2 separate regions of the Hordeum vulgare genome follow, and region 1 is linked to region 2. Evidence: chromatin contacts called from public Hi-C data. All regions are on one chromosome and are shown on one strand. Each heading gives the region's core, a stretch centred on a gene start, on an enhancer-like site or on the middle of the called end of the contact. The rest is flanking DNA. Distances are from core to core; before and after follow the strand shown.

Region 1 (6,767 bases), core at 1,619-4,118, 360 kb before region 2:
TGGAACTGGATCGGAGATCCCATCGGACCTCGATAACACCACAGGCAGAGAAGCAGGCGGCAAAAGTGCCCCCCCCCCCCCCCCCCCGCATCGGGCGAACGAGGCGGCGGTGGCAGGAGGCCACCCGCAGTCGCCTTCGCAATCGCCCTCCTAGTTGCCATCTTTGTTTATATGTGGTCTAAAAATGGGGAGAATTTCACTTCTCGGCTTCTCCACCAATTAGGGATGCATACAACCATATTAGTACGAGTACGAGGATAAACATGGTCCTCAGAATATTTTATAAATGAGTATCAAGATACTTCTTGATGAGTAGTTCCACCATACACCAAACTTGATCCTCAATAAATGGGGAGAAAACCCCTGTGCATCACCTGTCAATTCTAGGAATTGAATTCGGGTTGTTAGGCTGCACAACCGCATGCCCAACACACGATGTGACATGCATTGAAAATGTCCAACAAAAATTTATCATCTTTGCCCACTCACAAGGATGGTCATTTTCAGACATAGAAAGAGTGTGCATGTACATCCATACATATTTACCAAAAAAGAGAGAAAATATAATACAACACAAAACAATCAGATCATCCATGATGGACACATCGTCACCATGAATGCAGCATCATCCTTAGATCAGATTCCTCATCTTACCGTCGTTAGCCAGTAATGACAAGATCTTCAGTCATCATCATCCTTGAACTCCCTGGTTAGTCAACCAAATAAAGAAACCATCAGACATCTCCTTCGTTCAAGCTACATTCATTTATTCGGAATATTGCCACTTAGAGAAAATGTTTGAGCATAGAAACGGGTATATTCAGTACTTCTGCTATCAAGGAGAAGCATAAAAGGCAAGGTCCGCATGACAGGATCCTATACATTGTGACAAATACTATGGGCCAGCTTTAGCTATGTAATTTTGTCATCTCTACATGAAAGATCCACATTATGATGGATTCAAATAATTTTTATGTGTTAAGCATGCTTTCATTTTGGTAATTCAATAGTACCACACTCTGAAAGTTCTTAAATAAATTAGCATGGTGTTATTCCACAGACAAACATATATGAAAACATTAAGAACAACCCATTACCTGCGATCAAGATAGCGTGGCTGAATGCCACTACCTTGGCATGTGGTGCATGTCAATGATCCAATGCCATCGCAGTTGACACACTTTGATACTTCAGATTCACCATTGCCAATTACTACAGTAACCGTCCCCGCTCCGGTGCAAAACCTGCATACCTCTGGAAAATCAACAATTTCTTTTCAACATTCTGATCTACTAGATGCTGACATAGAGAAAAAGGAAAAGAATAATGTGTGCGGCATGCACCATTAAGAGAATAGTCTAAGTTGTTGAAAATCACAAGTAGAACATTTGATTCTTTTTTATCTAACGATTTAAGGGAGGAGAAAGCTTGTCATTTGACAACATGCTCTTTTAATATCATCAGCTTCGTTGCTTAACGTCTTGTGCAATCAAAACATATTTGAAGAAATATTAAAATTCCTTTATTAAGTTTGGCGACTAAATTCTACCAACGCCGCCTGGTTCTATTGCCACCTCAAACTAAAACTAGCTGGAAACATTGTGTGGTCGAGGAAGAGAAGGTTGTGTTATATAGGAGTAGAAAACACTACAGCTTATTCTGCCTGGCATGGAAGATGCCACATATAGTTGAACCAAGTTACTATTGGATATACTGTTTTGCAAAAAAGAAGATGATTTTTTCTTCAAGAAACAGGTCGTGGCCCAATTCCATTTCAGCGGGTGAAACAATGAATACATCAGTTCAATTATTCAGTTAACATAGGCGCAATAGTTTCTATTCAGTTAACATCCACCTTACAAGGCACGAAAGAACTACCAAACATGGAGAGCAAAAAGAATACAAGTGTGAAAATGATCAAAATGCATGCTAAACTACCCGGTTGGTACATCTTATATGGAATTTTCCTATCAAACACAAGTTTAACACTTCCAAATTCCAGCAGTTCGTCTCATTTTACATGAGTGCACCGTGCCATTGAAAGGGACATATTAAAAGTTTGAAGAGTGATGCAAATTAGGACATGAATCAAAGGGCGTAATCACGTACGCGCGCCCGAGCCGCTGCAGGGGAAGCACGGCTGGTTGTTGTCTCTCTTTGCCTGCATTGGAGAAATTCAAAATGACATTTTTCATCAATGCAAGGGTGCAGTTTAGGCACATTCAGTTTCAGTCAACGTGTTTCAAAAGTGCAACTCCTAATCTTATGTTACTTCAGCAAACTTAATTGCCCAAATACCGTTCTTGCTTCAGAAAAAAAAACTAATGATCCACCAACTGCATGCTTGATCACAGGAAACAATTGGCTAATGTATACTGATAGTAAAGCACTCACGGAATTGTCGATTTGATTCTCGTAGAAAATCGGGATTCCTATCCCGGCGGCGACGCTGACGACGCCGACAGTTATGGCCACAACCTGAAGAACCAAGAAACCGCTCGTTATAACTCGGCAGGAAATCAAGTGGTATCCTCCACAGAACGGGCGTTGTAGCCCTTTTGGGCGCACCGTGTTCTGGTCGAACTCGATGGCCTGGATACGTGGGTACCGCGCGCCGGGTCTCCGCCGCCGCGGATGCACCGCCATGCTGGTGGGCGAGCATGGCGTGGAGGAGAGGAAGGAGTAAGCGGTGGTGAGTCGGGAGGAGGTGGTGGTCATGGCCATAGAGATGCGTCGCCCGTTGGACGCTGCTGCTTCAGATGCCTGGGCAAGCACGCACGGTGATCATGGGTAGCCGCAGCCGGACACAACGCCACACTTCTCACCCCTTGCGGGCGCTGGTGGCCAGGGCTTGGTCTTTTCGGATATGGGCATTATCCGTTCTGGAAGTTTGCTAGCCTCAGAAAACACTACCCTTGGAATGGAGGCAGAGCAGCTGGGTCGCTGATCACTCTGCTTAATTGGACGGAGCTGTTAATCTGACCATCCAACGGTGAGCTCGTCAGAATATATATCCCATATGGTAGCCGGACCGATTATTAGTTGGGAAACAGGCGGGCCGCGGGATCCATCGACATTCCTCGCGCATCCCTCCCCTTCCTCCTTCACGCGCAGCCCATCCGCCACACGTCATGGCGTCGTCGCAGCTCCGACCACCCGTGCACAAAGGCGATATCGCAACTCCTCCACCCAATCTGCACTATCGGTCACCGTCGTAACCGGCCCTCTTGCCCCCCATAGATCTTCCTCTCTTTGTTCAGGACCAAAGGCGTAACTTGCTACATGCTTCAACCGGCATTAAAATTTGCTACAACCGACACCCCATTTTGCTATCACCGGTGTCGCATTTTGCTACATTGCACATGGCGTCGTGATTTTTTGCTACAACCGACGACATGGCAAGCTGCATCCCCTCTCTCTATCTCAACTGCTCCATGAAGAGCGGAGCTGCAACGGGCATGGCCGATGAAGTTGCGTTCATAGCCGAAGGCCTAATTTGCTACATGCTTCAACCGGCATCAAAATTTGCTATAACCGGCACCGTATTTTGCTACCACCGGTGTCGCATTTTGCTACATCGCACATGACGTCGCGATTTTTTGCTATAACCGGTGTTTTATTTTGCTACAACCGACAAATGGCAAGCTGCATCCCCTCCCTCAACTGCTGCATGGAGAGCGGAGGCGAGCTTCAAGGCCCGCGGAGAGCTCTTCTATGGCGGGGGAGAGGCGGGGTCAACGGGGTCCCGTGGTCGTGCTGCGTGATGCAGTGATAGTGGGCGGTCGCCATTACCTGCGGTGTTTCTTCATATCTGAACGCGAACGGATGATAAGGAAGAAAACAACGTGGATGGATGAGAATCTAACGGCTCGGGTGGGCTAATCGGATGACTAGGACGCGACCGGCTGAAAGGTTTAGGCCGGTGTGCTGACGCCTATCAGTCCCATTATTAGTTTCAAAAGAACAGAAAGTTTAATCTAAGAACATCTTCAACAACAGTTGTATACTACTGAAACATATGTTTGTGTGTTGCAACGAAAGAGTTAATCGATGTGTCCACCGAAACAACCATCAACACGGCAGAACAACATACAATTGGTGCTAACAGAAATTCCTATAAGTAATTCTACATTAACAAGCATGATACACATATAATATTGTTGGTATGGTATTTGTACGACGATTCTGATCTTAAAGAGTCTAATATTTAAATATTCTATACCAAGTCATTATTTTTAAGTTGAAACAATGCTTGAAATTTGCATGTCATGAAAAAATCTTAATAAAAGGGTTCGTTAAACGTGTTTTACGCCATCTCTTCATATGCTTGAAGATCAATAAAAAATGTCTACGTCTAAACGAAGCGGCCCTAATTTGTTGCATGCAACTCGACGCTTACATAGTGCCTTTCATCTTTTTCTTTGCGTTATTTTTGTTGCACATTACGGTCTCACACAGAGCCTTCATTTTTTATTCATAAATAGCCCAACTCAATTGGTTGCAACCTTCTAAATAGTGGTCGAGGTCTCAGGCTCGAGACCACTGAAATAAATTATTATTTTCTGCGGCAGGGTTCTTTATCACATTATGATCAGCAATGGTCTCTGCAGGAAAATACTCAATTGCACTGGGGCGGGCCCATTGCCTATGTATGAGACTTGTGATCCATGAGTCAAATAAATCAAAGCCAAATGACTGACGATTTTTTTTCCTGTTTTTATTATTTACGTATGAAAAAACAGGAGTAAGAAACATATGTTATATATATAAGTATAGAAAAGAAAAGTACTAACTAAGGATGCATCATAAAAATAATTTAAAAAATGATCCACGTGCAAGATAATATCATATTTAGAATCTGTACATTTTTTCTAAGTGATTTCCATATATAACATGTTAAATTTGAATTTAGCGTTTAGAAGATATGAAATTTTCAAAAATATTTCAAAAAAATACTTTAATCTGCGGAGAAAAAACTTAGAAGAAAGGTAGATTAGCCGAAATTTGAATTGTGTAGTGCATTTGCTAAGGACATCTGGTGAGGCAGATCTATTTTACGCCTATAGAAATTCAAGGAGAAAAGGCAGAAAAAAGAGGGAGAGAATGTGGGATTGAACCCAGGTCTACCGGGGAGCCATGCCCTAGCTAGTCGGATGCTTATACAATTATGACAATTTGAGGGCATGGATGTACTTGATCCAAACGCAACCAACGACTACGAAATAAGTAAAGCATGTTTGCCACTTACGGATGGCATTGGTGAGTAATAATTTGCAACTTTGAGGGTAATTTTTATGACATGTCGCCAGAAGCAATAGCCCTTTTATTATTAGGTACATATGTTTTAGAGAACGGTTGTATACTTGGGGCATTAAACTGGTAATATGTGTAGAGGGAGAGAGATAGTTTTTTGGGGACCAAAAGTGTGTGCTTTTCCGGCAGCCCTAAAATTTGAGAACCACATGAAACATGATGATCCGGCGGCAGAGAGGCCGGAAGGCGGATCCGGTGACTATGGAATCTGATGGTAGGGCAGTTCAAGGACGGTGTCTCGGTGCGCGCGCCGGGGGGAGGGGGGTGCAAAGGCGGATCTGTCGGTGTCGAGCATGGTGGGATGACAAAAGTCGGTGGACCAGGGCAGCCACGACGCGAGCTCTACGTGGTTAGGGCGGTCGTGGTCGACGGTGCCCACAGGCGGGATAGGACAAACGGGTTCACATTGGTCGGCGGCCCGAAACACTTTTTGCGTCGCCGCAAGTCTCTATTCCACCATGAGGCCATCTCGAGCCCATTTCGGGTGCCCTGTCGGAGGGGGGATCGATCACAGAGGGCATATACATCATCCTTGCTGCTCCCATGGTGATGTGAGAGTAGTTCACCCCCGACCTACGGGGCCGTAGTTAGTACCTAGATGGCTATCTCTCTCTCTTGATCTTCAATACAATGATCATCGCATCTTCGATTTGATATGTGTGACGTAATTCTTTTTTGCGGTGCATTTGTTGGGATCTGATGAATTGTAGGTTTATGTTCAGATTATTCATGAAAAATGAGTCTTCTATGAATTCTATTATGATTCTTATGTGCATGATCATCATAGCTCCGTAAATCTCTTTGAATTATTGATTTTTCTTCAGTGAGAGGGGTGCGTTGTAGTCGGTTCAATCGGACGGGTTTCTATATCCCAGTGACAGAAGGGGACAACATACAACTTTGTATTTTTGCCACTCAGGTTAAAACGATGGGGTTAGTTCATATTAATTAAATTTTCTTTGCCTACATCATGTCATTGTTCTCCAAGCATTATTGTGTTTTACTTAATACTCTAGATGCATGCTGGATATTATTCAATGGGTTGAGTATTAGTAATAGGTGCTAGAAGGAGTCTTCCTATTTGCTTATGGATGTGATGCCTATATACACATGATCATTGCCGTGAATATCACATAACTACACATTTTTCTATCAATTACCCAACAATAAGTTGTTTACCCGTCGTATGCTTACTTTCATGAGAGATGTCACTAGGAAAAATTATGGTCCCCGGGTCTGTTCACTTATAAGTTTACAAACGCTAGAATACCTTGCTATTCTTATTTACCTTTTTTTACTTTGCAATTTACAATTATCTACTACCAACCACACTACTTACAAGCTTGCAAATGACGAGTCCAAGGGGATCGACAACCCTCTTGCCCGTGTTGGATGCAAGTGTTTGCTCTTTTGTGTGTAGCCGCTGAAGACGAGAGTTGGTCGTTACTCCTATT
Region 2 (6,501 bases), core at 1,574-4,073:
TTGAAAAACACAAACAATTTTTTAAATTCACGATTCTTTTTGAATAGCGATCATTTTTTGTAATCAGGAACAAATTTAGGATATTGCCCAATAGTTCTCAAAACAAGATTTTTTGTTGAATTAAAAAAAATCTGGAAACATGAGTTTGTTTGAAAATTCAAAATATTTTAAATTTCCAAACAATTTTTGAAATTTCAGAACATTTTGTTAAAAAGATTTTTTAAAGGAAAACCCTTGATAAAACCATAAAAAACAACAGGAAATGAAAAAACCAAAAAACTGAACAATGTCTTTAGAAACCGATACCTTCTAAAAGGTTGCTAAAACCAAGAAAACAAAAATCTGACTAAATGAGCTGATTTTGTCGGCTCTGTGCAAAAAGATAACAACACGATGTACCGAGCATCACATAGGAAATTCGCAAGGGTGTATGTACACCAAGTCTCAAGGTGTAAGCCCAGGGCCGGGCCCACAGTGGTGCATACTGTGCGGCCCGCACAAGGCCCAAAATTCTGAGGGGTCCAAATTTTTTTAGGTAGGCCTTGTATTAGAAAAAACCTATGGACAACTGGCCAGTGGGACGCTGGGCGCTGCTCCCGCTAGAGCGAGCCAGCGAGGATACGATGTGCGACACTGCTGCTTTCATTTTTTCTGGATCGATCAATGGACCGCTGCTCCTGCTGATTCCGCTGAGCCAGGCCATCGATCGCTGTGAGGGTGCGATGTGCCCTGCTGCCGCTTCCTCTTTTTCGGATCAAACGCCACAAGCACATCGCCTCCTCGTCGCCTTGTCTCCTCCTCATCGGCTCGTCGCCTCGCCGCTCATCGCTCGTCGCCTCGTACAGGTACAACCGCAGACTACATGGACAGACCCTTGTACAGACTCAAGACTACAAAGACTAGATACTATAAGCGCAAGAGACATGCCCCTATACAGACTACAAACTACTTCGTCGCTCTTCGCGTTGTTCGATTGATCTTCAAGTTTTTTTATTAATCGTTTTTATCTTTTGTTTCAACAATGCAGATTTGAGCAATATGAAGGTTACGAGAAATTTTTTGGTTTCTTATTTACTTCTGAAAGTTTGAAATCTTTTGGTGTTAATCTTGAGGCTGCCCTTATGAAGGATAAACAATCTGATGTTGATGACAATGATCTATTTGTTGAGTTGAAGTTTCTTCAAATTTCATGCCAAAAGAAAATATCGGACCCGTTAAAATTCTGAATTTTCTAAAGCATCATGATTGTTTTTCCAATGCATGTATTGTATATAGAGTTCTGCTGACCATTCCTGTGACAGTGGCATCGACAAAAATAAGTTTTTCTAAATTAAACCTATTGAAGTCCTATGTGCATGCTACTATGATACAACAAAGATTCAATGATTTGGCCATAATAGCACTTGAGAGTGATGTGTTGGAAAAGATTGATTACGAGGATATCACTGAAGATTTAATTTCAAAGAATAGTAAAAGAATGAAGATGTTCAAATAAATAGCAACCCGTAGTTGGATATGCATAACTTTTTTATATGCCAATTATTATGCAAGACATTATAATACATATGTTATAAAAAATTTCTACGATATATATACATTATAATTACTCGTTAGTTTTTTGTGAGATAGGATCCCAACTTTTAGTTTCGTATAGGGCCCCGGATTTTGCCGGCCCTGGTAAGCCCAAGACTGATTGTTCTTTTGCATAGAACGATGTTTCAAGCTGGTCTGTTACAAGCCCAAGTCTGATTGTTCTTTCGTATGTTATATGCTTCATAGCATAAGATAAATATAAAGATTAACCTTTGACGAGCGAGCGGAGTGAGACCCATCGTTGATAGGCTTGAACCAAAGCGAAGCATAACGAACTTTGCTATATCGAACAGGTTACAAATGTCGGGGATTTATAATTGTTCAGAATATCTCATTGTGACGGTTCATAAAGGATATATATATAACATAGGTGATCGAGCTTAATACTTCTTTGTGGATGCTTCGCCTAGCTTCGGTTCAAGCCTACCGATAATGGGCCTTACTTCGCTCGCTTGTTAGAAATTTGTCTTTATCCTTTATATTTAAATTTGAAAATAACATAACAATGAGCATATGGGAGTCACTAAGAGTATATGACCTACCTATTTCACCCGTTAAACACGTTTTAGTTTGTTTGTTGATTTATTTTAATTCATATGTAATTATATTAAAATGTTATGAAGAGATGAAGTACTTCCAAAAAAATAAAACCATCGTCTGTTTTTTTTTCTGAACATAGTATAAACGCAAACGCTTAAATACACGCGCATACACTCACCGTTATGAAAACGCACACACACCCTACTCATATGAGCACCTTCAAAAGACCAAGCTAACATATCATGTTGAGATTTACGAAGCCACCGTACGCGCCTCGTCATCGACGAGAAACGTCTCCTTTCACACGAGGACTTGAATCTCAATTAACTGAAAATATCATTATCCCTTTAACCATCAACTAACAAGGTTTGCAACCATCCTCCGCTCTTGAAAGAAAGAAGAGCGTTTACAGCCTCTTACCAGCTGCCTCTACGTGCCATCCTCCCTCACCGATCGGATATCAGGTCTGGACCGACACGACACGACACGTTGATCGACCCCACCTACCAGCCTCACACCCCTCCCTCCCTCCCCCTCGTCGAAATCCAGATCCTTCATCACGCTAAAAAAAAAATCCAGATCCTTCTGACAGCTACGAACTCTTCCAATCACAAACGCAAACTGGTTTCCGGAAAAGCAAAAAATCACAGCACAAAACCGCCCCCCCCCTCCCCTCTGACCTCTGGGCCCTGCGCGTATCGGTCCCTCCCCGCCCAGCCACGTCTCGGCATAATAGCACATGGTCGACAGGACCCGGCCTGTCTCATCCTCCTCTCGCCCCCTCCCTGCTCCGCACGACGCGAAACCGATCGGGGCCGCGCTGCTCGCCGCCCGCCCATCCCCGCCGGAGAGGAGGAGGAGGAGGAGGAGCCTTCGCCCGCCGCGGGCCTGCACGCCATGGCGCGCAGCGGAGGGGGCTGCTGCCCCTCGATGGATCTGATGCGGTCGGAGGCGATGCAGCTCCTGCAGGTCATTATCCCCACCGAGTCCGCGCACCTCGCCGTCTCCCACCTCGGCGATCTGGGCCTCATCCAGTTCAAAGACGTGAGTCCGCCGTCTCCTCCCGCCCTCGATTTTAGCTGTCTGGCTTGGTTTCGCCGGAGGATCTGGCCGGTGCCTGCCCCCGATGCGCCGATCTGAGCTGGTCGCTCCTCGCTAGGGTTCCGTGCTTGCGATTCCCTCGGAATTGGCAGTGGTTCACAGATGACATTGCGAATTTGGGAGCTAAGACTTTTTGTGCGGCGTAATTATTCGCTGTGTATTACTGCCTCTCTACCAAAATCTAAGACGTTTTTGTAGGCTAAACTAGTACGGAGGGAGTATATTGTTATACCACACGTAGCCATCGGAGTTGTGCTCTGCAGGTTTGCATTGCCGTGACCCGTGTTTGCTACTCCCTCCGTTCCTAAATATAAGACATTTTAGAAATCTCACTATAGACTGGATACAGAGCAAAATGAATGAATCTACATTTAAAATGTGACTACATTCATTTGTATGTAGTTCATAGTAAAATCTCTAAAATGTCTTATATTTAGGAACGGAGGGAGTAGGTAGCAGGGGTATGCTCTTTAATCGGGAATTCTCTGCCTTGCTCAAGTGCACATGATTATTAGATCATGGAACTCGCGCGTGCATTTTCTTGCTTGTGAACTGTTATATGTGCTATGTGCGGATTTTGTTTTTTGGCTGCTTCCCTGCTGTGAATCTGATGTTTATTTTTTCTTCTCCCAGCTCAACGCAGACAAAAGCCCGTTTCAACGCACCTACGCTGCACAGGTACATTGCTCGTTTATGAGAACACATTTATCTTAATTTATGTTTTCACCATCTGCTTAAAACCTTATCACAACAGTTTTATTGGTTTGCTTTAATTATACCCGCCTTGGCCGTCGTGCATGTATATAATATGGCCAAAAGACTATATATCTGTGTTTAGTGTGATAATTATCACCGTCTCTTTGCTGCTCTGACTTAACTCCTTGCAGATCAAAAGGTGTGCTGAAATGTCCCGCAAGTTGAGATTTTTTAAGGAACAGATGTCGAAAGCTGGAATACAAGTTCCTCCCATGCAATCAACCGAAACTCCTCTAGATTTTGATGACATGGAGGTATGATAATCAGTGAGATACCCCTTATCGTGTGCAACTTATAAATCTTAAAGTTGATCTTTCTAACACTTCCTGAGGAACAGGTAAAGCTTGGAGAGCTGGAAGCTGAACTAACTGAAGTAAATGCAAACGATGAAAAATTACAGCGAGCCCACAACGAGCTACTGGAGTACAGTACTGTTCTTCAAAAGGTATAGCTACTTAGCCTTGTAGTTATAGTAATTATTCTTGAACGCAAGTGCATATATTGCAGCATGTACGCATGCTGTATCAGTTGCACACATATTTGCTACTAGCAAAGTGCCTGTATGTCGCAATAGATACAAAATAGACTGATTCATGTTCACAAACTTGAATAAAAATCACCCTAGTTTTGGTAATATACATATATACACTAAAAATATGTTATGTTTTACGCAAAATTTATTCCTCTTATCTGTTTGGATGAAGCGGGCTAGGGATTGACCTTGTATAGACTTCAGGGGATTTCTGTAAATATGGAGCAGAGTGGCGGGGGCCTTTTTGCAAAATAAAACCACAGTTCACCTCGTACTCCTTCCGCAAAGAAATATAAGAGCATTTAGATCACTATAAAGTAGTGATCTAAATGACCCCTTATATTTCTTTAGAGGGAGTATGTGTTAGATACACATCGGAGGGTCAGAAATGATGGACGACACACACCATCATCACCGAGTCTTCTATAGGAGTAGAGATGTCTATCGTTACCTCAGTTTGAATTACTTCAAGATTTATGTTATGGGGTTAGACATTTCATAAATGTTTTAAGCTAATTACTTTTGATTTGTGTGTTAAGATAGTAAGGTCTCAAGACCAGTATTTGAATGGGCAGTAGTATCTTTTTTGCCATGCCGAGAAACAATGTTTGATATGTATCACATGGGAGGTTTGAGAGATAAACTGTTAGCTAAACCATATATGTGTGTGGATGTTGGGTGGGGTGTGGGTTGACAATACTGTCACGAACAGGAAAAATTGTATCCAACTTCCCGTTGTTGCATATATGGTACTGCTTCTCCTAAATTTCCTTTTAACTTTCAGGCTGGTGAGTTTTTCTATTCAGCTCAAAGAAGCGCTGCAGCACAACACAGGCAAATGGAAGCAAATCAGTCTGGTGAGACTTCCCTGGAGAGTCCTCTGTTGGAGCAGGTGAAAAAATTGTTTCAGAAACAGCATCCTGCCTTGCTCTGTTCTATTTTCTCTTCCTGATAATTTTTGTTGGTCAATTTATAGGATATGTTAACAGATGCATCGAAACAAGTGAAACTTGGCTCTTTGAGTGGTCTTGTGCCAAAGGAAAAGGCCATGGCTTTTGAACGTATCTTATTCCGTTCTACAAGGGGCAACATTTTGCTTAGACAAGAGTCTGTTGATGAACCTGTCACTGATCCGCAATCCGGAGAAAAGGTAGTTTTCTTGTTACTCATAAAAGTTATTATCCCTCCCCTTTGGGTGAGACTCCCTCTGTAAACTAATATTGGACGTTTTAGAGACTCTGTAAACTAATATAGGGCGTTTAGCAAGGTCTCTAAAACGTCATATATTACTGTACATAGGTAGTGCAACTTAATATGTTGACAGTATTTCCTTTGGGTATTATGGATTTAGTGTCCAGTGTTTCTTTAGTTCTGAAGTTACACTCATTATTATATTCGAAACACACTTATCTGACACCTTATGGCAATGCAGGTGTCCAAAAATACATTTGTCGTATTCTACTCTGGGGAGAGGGCAAAGGCCAAAATTCTGAAGATATGTGATGCTTTTCGTGCAAACCGTTACCCTTTTCCTGAAGACCTTGCTAAACAAACACATACTGTTCAGGAGGTCAGCAGTTGGCAATATTTATTTTCTGACATTCTTCATTTTTTTCGTGTTGTCTTAAATCCGTGAACCATGTGATGTAGCACTTCTAGTGAGGAAGTTAGTAGTTAAGAATGCTTTTGGGTATGAGATAATGTGCTTTGCCTGTGATATGAGCTTGTTTAACCTTCTGCTACTGCATTGATGTCGTTCCAATGCCAGATTTAAGAAAAATCTAATTAAATGACTATGCAGTATGTACATTGCTTTGCTCCTTATAATCTTTATTTTGTAGTTGGTGACTACTGGAAAATGATTTGATGTTGTTGCATCGTTTTTGACCATAAGGTGGATGTCATGAGGAGATCTTTGCCATGTATTCTTATGTGTTACACTGCTACTAACTCGAGCCTGTAACGTTATAACATGTACT

Evidence for each region. Hi-C and Micro-C count contacts between places; a contact is called where the count stands out from the background.
Region 1: a Hi-C map of leaf shows a contact between it and region 2, with 2.6 times the contacts expected there. The contact joins the promoter of LOC123449146 here to the promoter of LOC123449144 in region 2. A contact is called at or near these places in 3 of 6 Hi-C or Micro-C datasets (leaf and seedling).

Annotation. Positions count from the first base shown.
Region 1 is chr4H:499,935,128-499,941,894 of MorexV3_pseudomolecules_assembly, reverse strand. It overlaps LOC123449146 (protein SPA, chloroplastic), which reads right to left and starts at 2,868. Exons shown (of 5, transcript XM_045126247.1): 1 at 2,569-2,868; 2 at 2,395-2,478; 3 at 2,110-2,161; 4 at 1,098-1,254; 5 at 448-706. The coding sequence starts at 2,724. The coding sequence ends at 682.
Region 2 is chr4H:499,578,439-499,584,939 of MorexV3_pseudomolecules_assembly, reverse strand. It overlaps LOC123449144 (V-type proton ATPase subunit a3-like), which reads left to right and starts at 2,823. Exons shown (of 18, transcript XM_045126245.1): 1 at 2,823-3,177; 2 at 3,868-3,912; 3 at 4,122-4,244; 4 at 4,328-4,435; 5 at 5,307-5,414; 6 at 5,499-5,672; 7 at 5,955-6,092. The coding sequence starts at 3,031.